Regions from separate parts of the Hordeum vulgare genome. Here regions 2 and 3 are each linked to region 1. The links are chromatin contacts, called in public Hi-C maps. All regions are on one chromosome and are shown on one strand. The core of a region is the stretch at or near the end of the contact, and the rest is flanking DNA. Distances in the headings are between cores, read along the strand shown.

What was found. A called contact is a pair of places that touch in the nucleus more often than the background predicts.
Region 2: a contact with region 1 is called in a Hi-C map of leaf, with 2.3 times the contacts expected there. The contact joins the promoter of LOC123394935 here to the promoter of LOC123395713 in region 1. A contact is called at or near these places in 2 of 6 Hi-C or Micro-C datasets (both in leaf) and 1 of 1 datasets of contacts at active chromatin or transcription factors (embryo).
Region 3: a contact with region 1 is called in a Hi-C map of leaf, with 6 times the contacts expected there. The contact joins the promoter of LOC123398465 here to the promoter of LOC123395713 in region 1. A contact is called at or near these places in 2 of 6 Hi-C or Micro-C datasets (leaf and seedling).

The regions. Positions count from the first base shown.
Region 1 is chr5H:358,404,340-358,408,832 of MorexV3_pseudomolecules_assembly, reverse strand. LOC123395713 (F-box protein At1g78280-like) reads right to left here and starts at 1,933. Exons shown (of 16, transcript XM_045090741.1): 1 at 1,692-1,933. The coding sequence starts at 1,822.
Region 2 is chr5H:358,709,125-358,713,617 of MorexV3_pseudomolecules_assembly, reverse strand. It overlaps LOC123394935 (sulfate transporter 4.1, chloroplastic-like), which reads right to left and starts at 2,213. Exons shown (of 17, transcript XM_045089824.1): 1 at 1,492-2,213; 2 at 355-403; 3 at 50-251. The coding sequence starts at 1,797.
Region 3 is chr5H:358,141,378-358,145,870 of MorexV3_pseudomolecules_assembly, reverse strand. LOC123398465 (zinc finger protein CO3-like) reads left to right here and starts at 2,660. Exons shown (of 2, transcript XM_045092933.1): 1 at 2,660-3,502; 2 at 3,780-4,314. The coding sequence starts at 2,867. The coding sequence ends at 4,133.

The sequences.
Region 1 (4,493 bases), core at 684-3,183:
AAGTCATCAACAGTAGAGTCACCCTGCTGAAGAGCATGCTCCTGAGGGACCATAGAGAGGTATAAGGCATCACCCGAGGGCTCATAGTGCTGACGAAGGCGAGTCCAAATCTCAAACACAGTAGGAAGGCCCAGAAACTCAGAGGCAAACCGAGGCAGAACGCTAGCAGTGAGAACAGCTGCAGCACGAGCATCATCATCAAGCCACTGGGTGTAAGCAGACAGAGCACCATGATACGTCTGAAGAGCCTCCTCATAAGCCAAAACCTTCTCATCATAAGCACTCACAGCAGCCTCATCAGCAAGCTTAGCCGCATCTTTTGCGGCCTGAGGAGCATCCGCAGGAAGAGCCGGTGGGGTCGGCGGAGTGGGAGCCACAGGAGGAACCGGACATGGCGGACAACAGACTTCGCCAGAAAGAAAACCCCATAGACGGATGCCACGCATGTGAATGCGCATGAAGCCAATGAACTCAGTGTAGTTAGTGCCATCAAAGATCACCGGACAACGAGGAACAACAACGTAGCCGGATGCAGCAGACATTTTTTTTTGGGAATCACAGTCAACGCACAACGTCCGTGTCTGAAACGCGTTCGCGTCGAGAGTCGTCGATCTGGCAATGGGGTGTTCTGGATCGACCTGGCAATGGGGTGTTCTGGATTAGGAGCCGCCGCGAGACCTGGAGCCGCCGCGAGACTGGATCATGAGCCGCCGCGAGTTGGGATGGGGCGGCGCCTCGATCTGGATCAGGAGCCGCCGCGAGTTCTGGAGCCGCCGCGAGACCTGGATCAGGAGCCGCGAGACCTGGAGCCGCCGCGAGACTGGAGCCGCTGCAAGACTTGGAACCGCCGCGAGTTAGAGCGGGGACAAGATCCGATCGAAGCAGCGGTCAGGGCGGGGCGAGATCGAGGCAGCAGTCGAGGCGGGGCGAGATCGAGGCAGCAGTCGAGGCGGGGCGAGATCCAGGCAGTCGGGGCTCCCCCCAGCGGTAGAAGAAGGGGCGCTCTCCAGCAAGGAAGAAGAGACAGGAGCGGCGGCGGCAGTGCAAGGAATTAGATCGGGAGGAGCACGAGTTGCGCGTGCTAAGAAAACCTAGGCTCTAATACCATGTTAGGAATAAGCAACTTGTATTCCCATGAGGCCATAGGCCGGTATATATAAATGTACAGGTGGTGGACTATATGCAGAAAACCCCTTATATATTGGGATAAATACAAAAGGGTACATGACTTATATTATAACTCTAACACATATGAGGGAAGAAAGCCTGACATACATAAATGAACATGGGCAGTTTTGATCTTTGACCATTGAGCTGATCCAAATGTCCCACATGCAAGTTTCACTGAAATTCTCAGGAAACATATAACTGGGTCTCATTTATGCACATTAAAACCTTCTGTCATTTAAAAAAAAAAACTGGCCTCCCATGGATGATCCTTTCTCCCAGAAGCTCATACCATCATACCGACGCCGTATGTGTCATTTGGCCCATAGTAACGCTCACAAACGACCATAACCAAACAAAATTCAGAATCACGCATGGCTAGCTAGTCCACTTGGGTTGAGTGATCACCATTAAAATAAAAAAAAAAAAACCTCAGAATCCACATTTCTTAGCTAATGCATGGAAGTAACTGCAAAGCAGATGAGAAAAGAACAGAAGGGGGAGACAGAGAGAGAGGCGGCGACCTGCTGACGCATGCGAGGCGTCCGATGTCGGTGGGCTGGAGGAGGTCGACGATGGCGCAGAGTAGCTCGTCGGGGAGCACGGCCAGGCCGCCCAGCGCGGCGTCCCTCCGGTCGTTCCCCGCCGATTCCATCGCCGGCGACCGGGCCGGATCGGTGGGCTTGCTGGGTTTGGGTGCGTGCGGGGAGGGAATTGCGCGTTGTGGAGTTGAGGCGGGATGGACACGGACCACGTGACCACGCGGTGGGCCGGAGGAATTTATTTATAGTGGCTAGCTTTTTGAAAAGCGTGGACGCGTATTGGATTCGTTGATGCGGCCTGTCGAGCAAAATTTCGTGTTTTGAACTTAGAGCATCAGCATGTAAATGGTGCTCGCACGGTCCCAACTAGTTAGCTAGTGCTTCTTTAGAACCTCTCAGTAATTGCTTCCACGCGCCGTCACGTATCGTGTTTTAAGGGTTTTCTTCATATTTTTATTTTAGTTTTTGCACATATTTTCGGCTTTTTAAACTAGAGTTTTTTAGATTTTTTTTCACACAAACGTGTCTTTTGGAAAGAGAAAAAACACGTTTTCTATTATTTTTTTTCGCAAGAGGCATGGTTTTGCTGTCGCGAGAGGCACAGTCGTGCATCTCTAAAAGGGAAAAAACGTGTTTTCTGCTTTCTCTTTTTTCCGCGAGAGACACGGTTTTGATTCAGCGGGAGACACGGCCGTGCCTCTCGGAAAGGGAAAAAACGTGTTTTCTGCTTTCTTTTTTTTTTTCTCCGAGAGGCACGGTTTTGCTTCCGCGAGAGGCACGGTTTTGCTGTCGCGAGAGGCATAGTCGTCCCTCTGGAAAAGGAAAAAAATGTGTTTTCTGCTTTCTCTTTTTTCCGCAAGAGACACGGTTTTGATTCCGCGAGAGGCACAGCCGTGCCTCTCGGAAAGGAAAAAAAAACGTGTTTTCTGCTTTCTTTTTTTTCTCCGAGAGGCACGGTTTTGCTTCCGCGATAGGCACGGTTTTGCTATCGCGAGTGCCTCTCAGAAAGGGAAAAAAACGTGTTTTCTACTTTATCTTTTTTCCGTGAGAGGCATGGTTTTGCTTCCACGAGAGGCACGGGTTTGCTATCGCGGAGGCACGGCCGTGCTTCTTGGAAAGGAAAAAAAACGTGTTTTCTGATCTCTCTTTTTTTCCGTGAGAGGCACGGTTTTTGCTTCCGCGAGAGGCACGGTTTTGCTGTTGCGAGAGGCATGGTCGTGCATCTTCGGAAAGGGAAAAAATGCCGGTTTTTTCGTCTTGTTTTTTTCGTGAAAAAAAAGTTTGTTAAAACCTATCAACATGGGATCTAGTTTTGAAGATCTCGACGCAAGAAACCAAACGGTGAAAACAGTTCAAGATTTGAACGCACGATTTAAGAGATAAAACGTTTTGAAAATACGGATCTACGAGAAAAGGAAAAATTACAACAAGTGGCACGCATGTAGTGTTGGGGAACGTTGCATGGGAAACAAAAAATTTCCTACGCACACGAAGACCTATCATGGTGATGTTCATCTACGAGAGGGAGATCGGATCCACATACCCTTGTAGATCGCTAAGCGGGAAGCGTTAAGAAATGCGGTTCATGTAGTGGTACAGCTTCATGATTCAAATCATCGTCGTCCCACGATCCGTCCCGATCTAGCATCGAACGGATGACACCTCCGCGTTCAGCACAAGTACAACTCGATGACGATCTCCGCCTTCTTGATCCAGCAAGAGAGACGGGGAAGTAGATGAGTTCTCCGACAGCGTGACAGTGCGCCGGTGATGGTGATGATCTATTCCAGCATTGCTCCGCCCGAGCTCCGCAGAAATCCGATCTAGAGGTAGAACTACGAGGTATAGGTTTGAGTTGCACGTGGCAAAGTTGTGTCTAAAAAACCCTAAAACCACCAGTATATATAGGAGGAGGGAAGGGGCTAGCCTTGGGGCTCAAGGGAGCCCCAAGGGCACCGAACGAGAGAGGAGGAGGTGGACTACCACCCCAATTCGGTTTGGGGAAGGAGGAGTCCCCTCATTCCTTCCCACCTCCCCTTTTTTTCTTTCCTTTGGTTTTTCTCCTTGTGGCACCATAGCCCACTTGGGCTGGTCTCACCAGCTCACTAAGGGCTGGTGCGCCATCCTAGGGCTATTGGGCTAACTCCCGGGTGGGAGGGCCCCTCCCGGTGAATACCCGGAACCCATTCGTCACTCCCGGTACACTTCCGGTAATGTCCGAAATCTTTCCGGTGACCAAATGAAACCATCCTATATATCAATCTTCATTTCCGGACCATTCCGAAAACCCTCGTGGCGTCTGTGATCTCATCCGGGACTCCGAACAACCTTCGGTCACCAACACCTATAACTCAACTATACTAAAACGTCATTGAACCTTAAGTGTGCAGACCTTACGGGTTCGAGAACTATGCAGACATGACCCGAGACACTCCACGGTTAATATCCAATAGCGGGACCTGGATGTCCATATTGGATCCTACATATTCTACGAAGATCTTATCGGTTGAACCTCTGTGCCAAGGATTAATATAATCCCGTATAACATTTCCTTTGTCCTTCGGTATGTTACTTGCCCAAGATTTGATCGTCGGTATCTCTATACCTATTTCAATCTCGTTACCGGCAAGTCTCTTTACTCGTTCCGTAATACAAGATCCCGTGACTTACACTTGAGTCACACATGGCTTGTATGTGATGTTGTATTACCGAGTCGGCCCCGAGATGCCTCTCCGTCACACGGAGTGACAAATCCCAGTCTTGATCCATGCTAACTCAACAGAC
Region 2 (4,493 bases), core at 964-3,463, 300 kb before region 1:
CCAAAATGGATAAACAGGAACACCAACTTTCCTCAGTAAACAGAATTACCTTAACAATCCCATCAAGCATTCCAATATTCCAACCATGAATGCCAATAATATGGCTAATTCCGTGTACAGCTCACTAGATGAATTAACTATACCCCCAAGAACATTGGACACTAGCAGAGAAACAAGTGCCACTGGACCTACTGCTAATTGTCGTGAGGACCCAAAAATCGCATAGACAAATAGTGGGACAAAGCCTGTGTCTGTTCAGCACAATGCAAAAAAAATATGATTTGGATCAACTAATAGCTCATTTGGGGAAAAAGGGGGAAAAACAGAGAGGCACTGTTAAACGTAAACACTTACAGAGCCCATAAATTGGGTGAAGCCCAGCCAGCTTTGCATATGACATTGCCTACAAAACAGTACAAAGTTGATTATGCTCTAATTTTAAGAACTCGAAAACAGTTCACATGTCAACAGGATTTTTGTTACTAATTTGTAAGAAACTAGGGAAAACAACAAGCTGTGAGATTACGTGCTCACTTGTTCTATACAAATTAGTACAGTAGTACGGAGAACCAGTAGGTTCAGCTAATCAAGAAATCTCTGCAACATACCACCAATTTTTTTTTTTAAATCAGTTCAAATGAAATATACAGATACTTACCAATTACAAACAAAAATTGTAGAGAAAACATCAAATCAAAGTATAGCATTTTTTCCCTGGTACACTGGAAAATCATGAACACGGGAGTGACTGACTAATATTCTCCCCATACATAGGCTGCTATGATCTCATTCATTCCAACTTAACAAGCCAAACTTACATGAAGGATCACGAGGACATGAAAATACTGTGTTCGCTGGCAGGCAAATCAACCTAACTGCTCCAAATATAATTCTGCAATATGCTAAAAGTGGGTGTAGTGACTAGCCATTCCAGCCAAGTTACACAAATGAAAATTCTGTAATGCGTAACACAATGGGTGTGAGGAACTAGCAATTTAAGTAAGCTCCATAGCGGTTAACCCCCACTGAATGCATTACAGATTACAACTCCATTGAGTAACAGTGTTGTTTGCAAACAACTCATATACGAAATCTACAAAGACAGTAGCTTATAGTAACACTCCCTTGTGCTCAGTTAAGCTGTATTCACAACTTCAGATCTCTGAATTAACGGTAACCAAGCTTCAACAGAATAGCATTTTAGAAGGAAAAAAAGTACTCCCTCCGATCGGAGGGGGTAATAGTTTTTGCATGAACTATCACCAAGCATATTTTATGGCAAGCAAGAGAGCAACCAACGTTTTTTATTTCCTGAACCCAAATCAAACAATCAATACGTCAATAAGCTCGATCGGGGGGCAAAGGATTTATTTTGCTGTAAGTAATAACCTCAACTGGCTTGGTCACTGAAACATTTTTGAATAATACGTAGTCGATACTGTCAAAGCAATCCAGATCTACGTACGACAAATGGTCAGAGTGACAGGGTACCTGAGGCACAAGCATGACGCCGACAGTGATGCCGGCGGTGAGGTCGGCCTGGAAGTCCTCCTTCCATCTGTAGGTACGCATCCACGCCAAGCATGGGAGGGCCGCCTCCGCCCATTCCCACGGCCCCATCCCCCGCGCCCTCTCCATCGCCGCCGACAACAGCGACGGGGAGGAGGCGGCGGCCGCCTCCCGCACAGCCGCATCCAGTGGGTGGCGCAGCGGTATCACCCTCACCGGCCTCCCTGCTCCGTAGACGGCGGCGGTGAGCTCGCCGGAGCTTGCAGACGCGAACGACGACTTCTCCATTGGATTCGAGGATTCCTTTCAACTGATCAGTTGCGCTGTCAGGACAATCATAGACGCAAGGGAATCAATAGCGGGGATTTTGAGCTGAATAACTCAGCGCTGCGCGGGGCAAATCAGGCGACCATCGGCCACAGCTGCGGAGGTGGCGGGTGGGAGACCACGGTTGTGCGGCAGACGGTAGAAATGGCTGCGCAGCTGACGTGATCGAGGCGAGGCGAGGCGAGGCTGGAAGCTGGATTGGGGAAGACGGCGCCGCCGGAGCCCGGCCGGGGCGGAGGCGGAGGCGGAGGCTGGTGGGGACAAGTCGAGGATGTGGGGAGCAAGCGGGGAGTGGCTGTACGTTTCTCCGCGGTATCGACGATCGGATTCGGGAGTGACGATCGGACGGTCCTGCTGAAGCGATGATTATTCTCTGCGGTGGACCGCCCGTTGATGTTGTTGTTTTTTTATGAAAACCGCCCGCCGATGTAACAGGACGGGATAGCGGGGGGCAGCGATGTACCTGGACAGCATGTCTGCACGCGTGCATCGAATCGCATCGCTGATTGCTGTGGTTGCGTGTAGGACAAAAGGGGCGAAAGTAAACGGGTGCATTTGGGGTAAGTTTAGTTGACGTCTCTCAATGAAATGAAAAACGTGGGAGTAATAAATAGTTTTAGGCTGCGTTTGGGACGTCGTGTCAAAACCGCTCCGTAAAAGTTACACCTGTAAAAGAATTAAGGTCTGTGGTCAAATCGTGTTTGGAACGTCGTTTTGCACTGTAAAAATTACACCGGTTTCAGCCCTGTTTGGAACCATAATAAATTATGATAATCTGGATTATGAAGATAAATTATATAATCTGGTTTTTAAAAATAATCTAGATGAACATGTTTGGAGGCCGGATTATATAAACAGTAATCCAGGTTTTACATTGCATAATGACCTATCTACCCTCTGTTTTTTTTAAAAGAGGAGGGTAGCGGTGGTAGAAATGTTATTATCTCCAACTTTACAAGGGTAATGGGTCATTAGCAATCCATAATCTGATTTTAGCTGGTATAGAGTAGATTATGAGTTTTTAATAATCTATCCATCTAGTTTTTATAATCTACACTATAAGTTGTCCTGTTTGGAAACATAATAGATTATAAAAACTGGGTTATATAATCTAGGTGGTTCCAAACAGGGCCTTCGTAGGATACATCCGTATCACACCGGTATTTGACACACCACCCAGCACATATGTATTTTTCCTCTGTATTCTCTCTGGACAAGAAGAGTTGGCGAGGGAGCGAGGCGCCGGCGACTGCGACGGCGAGGAGGCGAGGAGTCGTCGCCGGCGAGGAGGCATGGCCGCGACGGGGAGGAGGCGAGGAGCCGTCGCCGGCGACCGCGACGGCGAGGAGGCACGGCTGCGGCGGCGGTCGCTGCCACGGGAAGGAGGCGAGGAGCCCTCGCCGGCGACCGCGACGGCGAGGAGACACGGCCGCGACGGCGAGGAGGCGAGGAGCCGTCACCGACGACCGCGACGGCGAGGAGACACGGCCGCGACAGCGAGGAGGCGAGGCGCCGTCGCCGGCGGCTTCGACGGGAAGGAGGCGAGGCGTTGTCACCGACGAAGTCTCTTCCTCTAGCCTCCTCTACCCGACGGTGTTGAGCTGGCTCATCCTCCCAAACAGCTTTCGGTGGGATGAAGTTTACGGTGGTTCATCCTCCCAAACAGCTTTCGGTGGGATGAAGTTTACGGGCGTAAACCACCTGTCACCAGTAAATTACGGATGTAAACTATTACGGCTGGAATTTTTTTACACTGCTTCCAAGCAGGGCCTTAGGCCCCGTTTGAAAACTCGTTTTGTTTTTACAGATGTACGAGTAACAGTTTAGGCCTTACGGAGGTATTATACCGTCTACAAGTATAAAACCGATGGATAAGAATACATCCGTTGTTTGGTCTGTAAAAACTTTCGGTTGTATCAGAACTAACGCCACCAAAACAACCGAAGCAAGCGCGATTTTAGGATCCAGCTGGATATTTTTACAACTCCGACTAATACAATTGTTTTGGGTTGGAAAACGACGAATCAATCGGGACTTAGGGCATACCCAACGCTAAGAGCATCTCTAGTAGAACCCTCAAACCCTTAAATCTAAAACTAGTTTTAAGGGTTGAGAATTGGTCTTTTTTAACACTTTTAAGGGTTGAAAAACAGGGGCAAAGACTAGAACCCTCAAACCCAACCCTTATAACGGAATATTCCGTTATAAGGGTTGGGTTTGAGGGTTCTAGTCTTTGCCCCAACCCCAACCCTTAAAATTGTCATTTCATATATCACACATTTCATCATATGACATATCACAAATTCAATCACATTTGACATAAAACAATAATCATTCTAGTTAGTATTACACCACCGAATAAAACAATAATCATTCAAATCATTACAACAATGTTTGAGCAAATTACAACAATTGTTCAAATCAAATAGGACATAGAAAAGTAAAACAAAGATACATCATGGGCCAATGCGCCGCCCATCCAACTGCCAGTGGTGCTCTACTAGATCATCCCGGAGCCGACCATGAGTGGTTCCATCCTCAATCTCATGATGTGCTTGAAGAAAAGCTTGTATGCGAGAAGGGTTTCTTTCCGGTTGCACACGGGTACCAACATTGTCATAGAAACAAGGGAGGTTTAACCCTCTCTCATCCTCTAG
Region 3 (4,493 bases), core at 1,411-3,910, 260 kb after region 1:
GAGAGTTAGCAAGCTCTAAGAAGGTCAGCAATGGGGGGCAAAAACAAGCTCAAGAGATGGGGAATCATTGGGGAAGAAGACCCCCTTAAATAGGTCCCCACAAATCTGCCCGTTATGTGTAGAATAACACATGGGCAGTACAACCGGTGATGTGGGCGGTACAACCAGCCAATGTAATATAGCGGTACAACCGGCCCACAACCGCCTAAGAACCACACCGAAACAAAGACTTGGCCGTTCCACCAGCCACGCCCGCTAGGCGTGGTTAAGTCCCAAGCGGTACAACCGCTTGGAACACCGCTAGTACTCGCTATGTTTAATATAGCGGTACAACCGGGCCACCACCACCCAACATCCACAGCAAAACATAACCATGACCGGTTGTAGACCGGTGTTGGGCCGGTACAACCGCCCAGGGGTTGAGCGGTACAACCGCCCATGGCAGCGGTACAACCGGTGAGTTAGAAAACACGAAAGACCAAAAATGCCATAACTTTCGCATACGAGCTCCGAATTAAGAAAACTCAAGCTCATTGGATAGCACATGACAAGTACTATCCAAACAACGAATAATCGACAAAATCTTCCAACATAGAAAACATCATAGAAGATGCATATGGGCCCCGTTTTCGATGAACTCGAGCTTGTCATGAAGATGACCATAAGCTCTAATACTCACAAAGACAAACACCAAACAATAACCAAGAAATATGATGCAAGGATGCAAATGGTTTGAGCTCTCAACGAACGATACGATCAAGCTACTCACTTGAGAGCCCCCCCTTGACAGTACGGCAATCTATCCTAAAATAGAAAAACCCTATCAGGGGCAAACCTATACCTTGCACCTAGTCCACTTGATCTATATGATGATGATCTTGACTTCCTCAAGATGGACCACCTTTCTTGATTGTGTTGGCTTGATGAAGACTAGTAAATTTCTCCCCCATAGTCCACTGTGGGTGAGCCACTCTTTAGCACATCTTCACAAGTCCATTGCCACCACAATGGACGACAAGCTTCAAACATGATATCTTCATGATGCTCCACTTGAACTTGCACACCGCAATCTTGACGACGATCACCACTTGATGTCATCCTTCATGGGTTCAATGAGATCTTGCTCTTGACGCAAGCCCATGGAAACACACCTAACCCACATAGAACTCTCACGAAGACCATGGGTTAGTACACAAAAGCGTAATGGACAATACTTACCATACCATGGGATCACTTGGTCCCTCTCGGTACATCTTGTACGCATTGTGTGCTGATCAACTTGATTTACTCTTTGACTTAGTCTTGATCAACCTTGAGTCTTTATGACCACTCTTTGGATAATACCTTGAATACCACATTGGTCATCATATAAACTCCTTGAAATCAACAAATGGACTTCAAGAAGTGTCTATGGAAAAATTCTTCAAATATAACTTAAGGTAACCATTCGTCCGTAGGGATTGTCATGAATTATCAAAACCACATATGGAGAAATATGCCCTAACACACTTCACGTTTCAAATTCTTCACTTCAATTTTTTCAAAGGGTACACCAATTCCTTCACTATTCATATAGTACATTTTTAGGGTTCGTCTTTCTTGGTTAAACCAAAATTTCCTGGGACTTTCTCTCATGTGTATAATCATAAAAACATTAGTCCCTTAACCCTTTTGTCTTTAATACACGAAAACCGCAAAAGGGGCACTAGATACACTTACATATGAATCAAGTTTACCGCTCCCTATCCATCTGGACAAGACCCTCGATGGTTGAATTCGTACTCCCACTCATTTTAGTATGCCGGACGAACTGAGAATGTACCCGGTATATTGTATTTCTCTCCCACAAGTTCACCGATTTCTTGAATATTTTGAGGTATTTGTTGTATTCGTTCAACATTCACCAAAAGAACACGTCAAATACAATCCCATGCACATGTACATGGGTTTATTAGCTCTTCGACACAAGATAGCATGAAAGATCCCTTAGGCATAACAACTTTACGATAGACAATGAATGAGATCCAAGGATCCTGTTAGATATTGATTTGAGATCCCGTGCCGACATAGCAAATACAACCTCTCTAAAATATTTGAGTTCCAACAAAAAGGCGCTCCCTTGTGTATGATGATCCCCGTTTAGGTCCATCCTTTAAGATATTTTCAATTGAGTAATACTTTACGCTGAAAACACGTGCATAAAATGAACCTGAGTTCTACATTGATCGTCACCACTCCTTTACTAATAGCCTAATAAGATTAAAATTGTGAAGGTCCCTAAACCCATGCGCCCCATTCTTCTTCGGAATGCTCATCTTGCAAACCAGTGCAGTTTTCTTCTTTTCTTCGTCATCACCCCAACTAAAATCCTAAGATTTGATCAATAATTGCATTGCATGTCCTTTTGGCAATTTACAAAGACCGATGACATGGCAATTCTTGCACAACAGCCTTGACAATCTGAAGTTGCAGATAAGATTTGACTATTCCGCCATCGGAGACCCGCGCGTAGACGTGTCGAAAGCGCAAGCCAGCACTGGCCAGGAGCAGCAGCCCGCTTATCCTGTGGGCCCCACCAAGCCCTCTAGCCGGTCCCACCGTGAGCGCGCCAGGCCACAAGATAAGGGACCGGCCTCTCTCAGCCGTTCGAACCCCGCAACGTGTCGCCCGACTTGTCTAACTCTCGTCCACAAGACGAAAACCAAACCAGATCAAAACACAGGGCCGCACGCTGCACCCTGCTGCGCTCCAGCCTTCTTTGCTGCGCGTGATAGAGCCGACGGAGGTGAGTGGGGGTACAGGATAAGCGTATATATAGCCCGCCTGTGCGGCGGGTGAACTGGACCGATCGACCTCGCGACCGGCGATGATCAAGGCCGAGCCGGACCTCCGTGGCCAGCTGCGCGGCAGCGCTGGCGTCGGCGGCATGCAGCTGCAGCAGCGCTGCGACTCGTGCCGCTCGGCGCCGTGCGCGTTCTACTGCCGCGCCGACTCGGCGGCGCTCTGCGCCGCGTGCGACGCGGACGTGCACTCGGCGAACACGCTGGCCAGCCGCCACCGCCGCGTCCCGATGGGCGCGGTGGCCCCGGCCTCCCCTGCCGGAGGCGCCTTCGTCGTCCGCCCCGGCGGCGTCAACTCCTCCTGGCCCATCCGCGAGGGCCGGAGGTCCTACTACGACGACCGCGAGGGAGAGGAGGAGGAGGCGACGTCGTGGCTGCTGCTCGATCCGCTCCGGGGATCGGAGGCGGATGCGCCGGCGTTCGGCGACGCGCTCGTCGCTGACTTCCTCGACCTCGGACGAGCAGGCGAGAAGGAGGCGTCGAGCAAGGACTACCACGGCCACGGGATGGAGAGCAACGAGGGCAGCCACGACCACGAGCTCGTCGTGCCCGGTGAGCCGGTGGCGCAGCTGCATGAGCGGCAGGGCTTCACGGCGGAGATGGCGTACGATGCACAAAACTCTAACCATGGGTACGGATTTGGCGCAACATTCGAACGCAGCGTGAGTTACTTGCATGAATGAATTCTATATATGGACTTGATCTCTATCTAGCAACTGTCCACGAGCCTATAAGATCTCCACATAGCTGTTAATAATTTCTAGTAGATGTGCAAAATCCGATTGGACATTCAGATATGCATCTCAATTCCCTTCTAATGTCACAGCACAGCACGTAACCATGGGAAGCTTAAGATCGACTTAATTATAGAGTGCCTGATTGATCTCTCCATGCATGCCCTTCTAATCGTACTTGTCTCGTCTTAATTATTATTTCCAGCTTTCAATGTCATCGTCACCGGACAACAGCAGCACCGTCCAGGATGTGAGCAGCTCGTACATGAGGCGCAGCGAGAGCAGCGTCGACCTCTTCTCAACGGCGGCGCACACGTCGCCGCAGTTCATGGGCATGGCGATGGACAGGGAGGCCAGGGTGCACCGGTACAGGGAGAAGAGGAAGATGAGGCGGTTCGAGAAGACCATCAGGTACGCGTCGCGGAAGGCCTACGCCGAGACCAGGCCACGGATCAAGGGGCGGTTCGCCAAGCGCGCCGACGCCGACCTCGAGGTGGACCAGTACTTCTCCGCAGCCGCGCTGTCTGACTCCAGCTGCGGCGTCGTGCCGACTTTCTAGGGCGGCTCGGTGGAGAGACCATGAGCGTTCCTCCTTCCATGGTCGATCGATCGACGCCTGCATGTTGGTTGGCTCTCCTTAATTTGCCGAATATCCTAAACTTTACTGGAGGCATCAAAGCTTCACCTGTAAATACTAAATACAGTATTATGGAAAGATGCCAGATAGATCTTTTCTTGTACCTAAAAGCTTCACCTGACGTCTGATATAACAAGCTAATTCGTACGGGCGCGTTGGTTGCCGTTGGATGAGGTGGACGAATCTTGAAGCAGGGACGCGTCGTCACGTCATCTGCGATGACCGTTCGCTGAAACTGGGTATTGGCGCGATTTCTTTTGCGGTTTTGCTAGAACTCATCTA